Linked DNA regions of Capsicum annuum: region 2 is linked to region 1. Evidence: chromatin contacts called from public Hi-C data. All regions are on one chromosome and are shown on one strand. Each heading gives the region's core, a stretch centred on a gene start, on an enhancer-like site or on the middle of the called end of the contact. The rest is flanking DNA. Distances are from core to core; before and after follow the strand shown.

Region 1 (3,915 bases), core at 881-3,380:
TTACTTGTAGGCTCAGGACCTGGTTTTGAGGAGTTGACTTCTACAGTCGTGGTTGGTTTCCCTTGCCATTTTTGAACTATTCTAGATGCAACTTTCCCTCTAGGCCCCACCTTGATGTCGTTATACCCTACTTTGTGCAATATTCAGGCACCCACTCATACCTCACAACCTTCTCAAAAATCCTGCCATTGCCAACCTTAATTTTCTGTGGCAATTAACTCCCTTGCCACTTCCATTTTCATTAGCACACGAGCAAAATATATTTGATCCACCTTGATAACACACTTATTCTCATAAAAGGAATCCCTAAGCCACTGCTAATTCTATTTCAAAAATTCATACTCCAGCAATTCAAATGCAAATTAGTGTATTTCATTCAAATTAGGACTGTTTGTAAAATTTCTTTGTTAAAACCAAAGTCCGCACTCCACACCTAATATACAATTCATTACGAACATTCAAGCTTGCAAACTGCACTAAGAAATAATCATCCTTATGATAATGAACCTTAAGTTTACTAGCAGTGTTCACCTATAAAGCAATATACCTCTCAATCACAGCAATGGTAGGTGAATCCCCACGACATACAAGATAACCTGCTTTCACTCTTCAGTTGTGCGAATAACTTCTTCCTTACTCTTCTATGACCTTTGCCCCATTTTTCATTACTAGTACCACATACCTTAGTTTTATTCCTTTAATTTATATATTAAAGAAATTCCCACACCTTTTAGCTGGTTCTTCACTAAGCTCTAACTTCTTTTGTGCAGTTCAGCGTGTAAGCGATTCCATCGTTTCTCCTTTGGTTATATCATCTTATTCGACACTTTATTGTCCCTGGATCCTAAATTACCTGATGTTATTTTTGTACCATTAAATTTCGGGTCACCCTTTTTATTAAAGGTGGTCTCTGTTCCATTGGTTGTTTGTCCTCACGAGCTCCCGTAAACTATCAGTCACCACCAATGTTGATGTCTTTGGTGTATTCACCTTCTTTTTTTGTCGTCCTCGTGACATTTTTGGTCAGTAGGTGCACTTTAGCAAGTCACGCTAATGTGCACCGAAATCGAATTTCCTCTGATTTTTTAAAAAATTCAAACGTCAAACTTTTTAAAAGTGCTTTTAAGTATATTTTTTTCAAAAATACTTTTTAAATAAGTGCTTTTAGGAAGAAGTTACTTTTTTTAGCTTATTAAAATAACTTCCGTTACTCTTTAAAAACACTTATTTCCGTCCAAAAGCTTGGACAAACACCTCACTTTTTGGCAATAAACACTTTTTAGAAAAATAAGCAATTTTGAAAAAGTCAGCTTGTCCAAACATGCTATTAGTAGACGATAACATGTCTGGCAAAGCTTATTTTTCTCCAAAAGTAATTTTTTTTTAAAAGCAAGTGTTTAACCAAATTTTTGTTAGAAAATGAGTAATTTTAGAAGTAGCAGAAGCTGTATTTTTAGAAGCTAAAATAATAACTTTTCCATTAAAAGACTTTTTTGAAAAAAACTTTCGAGAAAAATATACTTAAAATACTTTTCAAAGCTTAACTAAATTTTAAATTGCTGCTCAAATGTGTTTTTTAAAATTTGTTGTTAAAATACAAACTGCTTCTCATCAAAAGTATTTTTTTTCTTCAAAAATACTTTTGGAAAAAATCACTTTTCAATTAGGGGGTGGTTGGATTTACTTATTTTTAAATATTTTTGGCTTTTAAGTATTTTTTTTATTTTAGCTGTGTTTGACAAAACAAAAAAGTTTTTTTAAGCACCCACTTTTAGGCTAACAAGGTATAAAAATAAGCGAAAAGTCAAAAGCAAGGTCTGCCCTACTTATGACTTTTAATTTTTAGCTTATAAACTACAAGTATTTCTTAAAAGTTTATCAAAACCTCTTAAAAATTTAGCGGATATAAGTTATACTATTATATCAAATTTCCTTTATTCTTTTTGAAAAACAGTCTCAAGTTGTTCTTAATTTCCTTTTCTAATTCTTTTTAAACGTTAGCTTGGTGAAAGCCTAATTTGATTTGTGACTAGTGCTAATTTTAGCCCCAACCAAGCCATCCATAATATTTTTAATTAGTTAATAATCTAATTTGGGAGTTCATATTTGTTTTTGTTTTTGGCAAAAGAAAACGGATTAGACATAAAGAAAATAAAATTTAAAGAAAAGAATAAAGAAGAAAAAAGAAAAGAAACACAAATAGAAAAGAAATCAACATTTATGTTTGGCAGCCTAAAAAGCATGAGATGAAGCGAAACTGACCCACAGTTTATTCTAGTTGATGAAAATCTGATGGTCATGGCCCTTCCTAATCTCGGCTCTTTCTCCAATCCAACTGCCACCGCTTCTCCCGCCGGTGCAACGGCGTCGACCTCCAACCCATTGTCTCCTTCCGATGACCCGTCGAAGAAAATTCGAAAACCCTACACCATTACCAAGTCACGAGAAAGCTGGACTGAACCCGAACACGACAAGTTCCTTGAAGCTCTTCAGCTGTGAGTTCTGAATTTTAGAACTATTTACACTGCTAGTTCATTGTATTTTCACTTACTAGGGTTTACGGCTGAAAGTTCCAAGTTTTAATTTAAGTTCGTATATCATTCTCGTTGTTTTAGGTTAACTTGAGTGTTCGCCAAGGAAATTAACGAGTTTGAGAATTTGTAGTTTTAAGGAGCGATTGAAGATGGCATATGCCATTAGTTGAGTTGAATGCTGTTATACAAGTTTGTTTCTTTACGAGTTCAACTTGAACAAATTGGATTTTTGCTTCTCGTGTTAATTCACAAGTATATATATATCAACTATTCCTAAAACCTAATTTATTTCATGTCGGCCAATTTTCTGGCTTATGTGTGTTTTCAAGAAAAGTTAGTGGTTAAAGGCTGTTTCGTAGCTTGTATATATCAACATTTTATTGGAAGTTCGTTAAATCTCTTTTTTCTTATCAAGTAGTTTCATTTTACTGAATGAGTGAATGTAACTCCTTTGCTTACTGCCACTATGTTCAGTTCTACAATAAAAGAACATCAACATGTCTCCTTTGAGTTGAGATTTTTCTTATTACTGATTACCCATTTTACTTAATGTAACAACAGATTTGACCGTGACTGGAAAAAGATCGAAGCATTTGTTGGATCAAAAACTGTTATTCAGGTAATTGTAAGGTTAGCTAGCATATGCACATCTTATTAAGCACCTTTTCATTTTATCTGAACCATCATTTTATTTTGCAAATTTAGGTTTCTCTCACTCTATTATATGACAAGCAACTACCACCGAGTTAACTATTTCTTGTCTTATTGTTAAGTTGCCAATTTAGCATTGCATCAACTGTGTAGGAATAACCCCAGGGAAAAATCCCAATCACGAGATTGGGGTTTGAGTCACAGAGATAAGAATGTGGGCATGTCTCTATAGGTATCTAATACGGTGTTGATGGCATACATGGTCAACTATAATCACCGAAATTGCTAGTTTCGTGGATAAATGGATAACAGAGTGACTAAGGAGCCATTTTGGTTGTTTTGAGTACTTGTAACTTCTTAGGACTAGGAACACCGTGCATAGCTTTTATACCTGTGGCAAAAGTGTGTGTCTGATATTAAGTTAGAATTGGTTTTGATTTTCTGTTTTGCGGGTAAGAGTCACTTGATATCAGGATTATGCAATGATCGGGAAATAAAAATACAAAATACATCGCTATATTCCCCAACATTCTGGATAGAGAAGGATCTATATCCATCTGTAACTTTCTTTCAATCCACATCGGAAAATTTATGTCACCATTGGTCTAGTTTTGAGAAAGTAAAAGTCATTGTTAGGTCTAGTAAAAAGACCTTCTGAAGTCTTTGCGACTTTTGACTGTGTTTTGTTGTTTACTTGAATAAAGCAAAGTACTAAATTAACTTATGCTAA
Region 2 (3,915 bases), core at 649-3,148, 220 kb before region 1:
TTCTGCCGGACGCTTGCCAAGTGTAGGCCATAAACATTTTGCCTAAATAATGATAGTCTTAGTGCTACACATGCTCCACATCACTTCAACTTTTACAGATGCAGCTTTTTCCCATGTCGAAAATTGGATCAGTACTATTTTGGTTGCATGTAAAGGTAACATTTTTACATCATAAACTTCAACGAAAGTAAAAAAAAAAAAAAAAAAAAAAAAAAAAAAAGAAGAAAGAACCCCAGTATCCAGGTAAAAAACTGTCAAAAGATGTCAAGACTGACTGATACACCACATTAAACTGCATCACCGTCTTATTGAGACATAGAACAAGCACTACAGAGAAACAAAGTTCTTATCTTCTCTTATTATCATTATTTGTATAGCCCCACAGCATACTCTATATGAGAACAGAACTAATTAACTAAAATTTGATGATTTTTTATGTAAGTCTCATATGCCAATTGAGCTGTGAGAAGATCAACAACAGCAGAACCTACTGATTTAAACACAGTAATCTCCTCAGCATTTGTTCTCCCATTCTTTTCTCCCTTTATCAATTCCAACAAGTCCCCAGCAATCTCATCCCTTGAGATAACCCCTCTCTCAAATGCACCCACCAGTTCCCCTGCCTCAACCAAAGCAGCCTCATTATCAACAAACACTTTCCCCCTCTTCAACGCTTTGTCATCGCACTCCCTCATCGAATGCTTAAACGATCCAACCAAATCCAAATGCGCCCCTTCTTTAAGTTTCTCCCCCTTCACCAATGGTGTCTCCGAATTCGTAGCACAACTCACTATATCTCCCAACCCCACAACTTCCTCAAGACAATCATTACTCTCAAAACACACCCCTTCAAAACCACCTTCACTTTGCAAATTTTCAATCATCTTTTTCGCCTTATCAACAGTTCTATTCCACACAATCACTTTCTTCAGACTTGGCCTAACTGTCAAATGCGCCTTGATCAAATGCGGCGCTAAAGTACCAGCACCAATCATCAAAAGGGTCTCGGAATCTTGTCGTGATAAGAATTTTGAAGCTAAAGCCGATGTGCAAGCAGTTCGATAAACAGTGAGTTCAGTGGCATCCATAGTGGCTAAAGTTTGTCCAGTAATGGAATTGAAAAGAACATAACTAGCATGAACTCCAGGTAAATTTTGAGTGGAGTTGTTGGGGTGGTAAGTGACAAGCTTGATACCGATATAAGGAAGGGAAGGGGAACAAGACCAAGAAGGCATGAGGAGGAGAGAAGTTGAGGGGCTTGTTTGATGGGCATGGCGAAGTGGGGATTCAATGGTAGAAGTGAAAGATGGGAGGGAAAATTGAAGGTGGTTGATGAGGGATTTGTGGGTCAAAAGGGTGTGGAGAGTGGCGGTGGAGATGAACACTGGTGATGGTGTTGTCATGGTGGATTGGGGATTTTCTTGTTGGCGAAAAAATGGGATTGGTTGGACTTGTAGTAGGATGGATTTAGAGGAGAAAATGGTGGGGCGTTTATACAAATGGCTTTTTTGAGGCCACTATTTATACTATACAAACGGACAAATTCATTCAACTGCTTTTAACTTTTTAACAAGGGAAAAGGTAGGATCTCGACTTTGCAGTGGACTTGCGAAATTTCGCGGTAACAAAATGACCCAAATCAAATGGCTCCCCAATTCAAGATTGGACTATTTAAGTTTTCTAATTCGTCACGGCTAATGAAATGCGACAGTCCATTTAAAATCAAGGTGGAATTTTCATATGCAGGCTTTGAACTTGTTGAATTTTTCTGTGCTAAGACTATCCTAATAAGTAATTACGCTATATTTCTATTGAATCTTGAAACTTTCATAAAGTATTCCTATTAAGTGAGATAAAATATGCCTATTAAGCACACTTGCTACCTAACACAACATGTGGGATACGCTTTAATTTTTTTATTTGTAATTTTTTAAATTTTATATCTTCTTCAAGTTTAATTTACAGTTATCATCTTCGACTTCTTTCACCACCGTCGCTACCTCCAATGAGAATATAATTTCTCCCTAAAATGTATTTGTTTTTTTCTCTTTCTTTTTTCACTGCTAATTCTTCTTTTCATTACTGTCAAATTATATATGGAAGAAGATCAATGGGTCGAAGCCACCACCACAACATTCATGGTCGCACCACAATGGTCGCTTGCTTTCTCACAATCTTTATCGTCATAAATTGGCTCGCCGAAATTCAATCCCACCACTTTATAACTTAAATAACATTTGTTCTCGAAGATCAAATAAAAAATATGCTAAAAGTTTTATATCGGACTTGATAAATACCCTATAAGGTTTGATAAATTTATTTTGTCTTCCTCAATCTTCAAGAAATGCACTACATTTCGAAGCACTGTCAGATTTGATGACAAATTTCATTTTCAAGTCATGTTTCTATTCTTTATTTCTAATTTTGAATGTCAAAAATCAACAAAGAATTGGATCTAATTCAATGAGTATGCCAATAGAATTTGCAGTGAGAGAAGATATGATGAAGGTAATAGAGGTTTTTCTTTAGAGAAAACCTAGATTTTTTGGGGGGGAAGATGAAGACCTATAAAGATTAGGGGTTTTAAATATATACTATTATTTTGGGCTTAAAGGTTTTATTTACTTTATTTTGTTGGATTATTTGTGAGCAAAGTCAATTATTTTTATCTTATTGATTTATTTACCACATTACTCGTGTCTAGATTTCATGTGTTATGGCCTTCTAAAAAAGTGCTTAATCGGCACGTTTTGTGAGAGGTTCAGGAATTTAATATGAGCATGGCCTAATTGAGGTGTTAACATGAAAAACTCAACAAGTTCAGGGACCTGTGTATGTATTCCACCTGAGAGAAAATGCTAGCTTCAATAGAAGGCTAATTATACTTCAATTCTTGTCTGGATTTTTTCATTATCATAATTTCTTTCAATTATGGTAGAACTTATACATGTACTTGAAAGTAGAATTTGCAGTTGCATATAAATCTATTCTTTTTTAGTGCAAATATTATTTTATGTGTATGTATATTCTACATTACTTTACTACTATATATAAGTGTGATCAAGCAAACTCCTCTTCATCAACATGCTTGCTTGCCAACTGAAGAATAGTTTATAGCTATATTCTAATTTTAGTGTTTTAACTTATTATATCTGTTTTCCTTATGCATGTACTTTTTTCACAATTAGACAATTAACTCAGTCCATGTTTTGTTTATTATACCCTACACCCCTTGAAAAATTATACTTCCGCTCTAGTTTGTTTGCATGTAGGTCTTGCTTGCTTTTTATATTTCACGCCTTTTTTTCCCTATTTCCTATTCATTTATTGGATTTTTTAAAAATATATGTGGGCCCATCTTCTAAATTGACTGACCATCCTATTTCTTTTTGGAAAAAGTCATATATATATCTCTGAACTGACGTTTTAAAAGGCATTTCAAAGCTCGTCTCAAGGAAAGATATAGCCAAAAATGTCTCAAAGCGTTGTGAAAAGGTGAAAGCATCAAAAGACAAACACTTCGAAATTTGAGGCGTTCGCCTAAGCATAAGGTTCAATAGGCGTAAGCCTAGAAAGTTTACAATGTAAAATAATTTTTTTGATTAAATCTCCAATTTAAACTTAGTACCAAAATATATAATTGGTAAATACTTAAATACTCAAATCAAAAGTAAAAGAAAATTTAAAAGTCACACTTTCAAACGTATTTGTCAGTGGGTGTCGACGACATCGCTACTTAAGAAGGTACTGGTATAATTTCTTCTTCCTAGTTCCTTTCTTTTCTTTTAGTTATTTTCAAGTCACTTAGTCACGGCCTTTTAAGTTATTTACTTTTTTGCTCTCTTTAAAATACAATATATTATATATAGGTGTGTAAATATATTGATCGAGTTACGACAAAGTGAGGGTTGATTA

The links. A called contact is a pair of places that touch in the nucleus more often than the background predicts.
Region 2: a Hi-C map of pericarp shows a contact between it and region 1, with 2.3 times the contacts expected there. The contact joins the promoter of LOC107873409 here to the promoter of LOC107873406 in region 1. A contact is called at or near these places in 4 of 5 Hi-C or Micro-C datasets (leaf, pericarp and placenta).

The regions. Positions count from the first base shown.
Region 1 is chr6:51,086,577-51,090,491 of UCD10Xv1.1, reverse strand. LOC107873406 (protein REVEILLE 6) reads left to right here and starts at 2,130. Exons shown (of 8, transcript XM_047413511.1): 1 at 2,130-2,495; 2 at 3,096-3,153. The coding sequence starts at 2,293.
Region 2 is chr6:51,308,389-51,312,303 of UCD10Xv1.1, reverse strand. LOC107873409 (protein SAR DEFICIENT 4) reads right to left here and starts at 1,898. Exons shown (of 1, transcript XM_016720254.2): 1 at 239-1,898. The coding sequence starts at 1,403. The coding sequence ends at 408.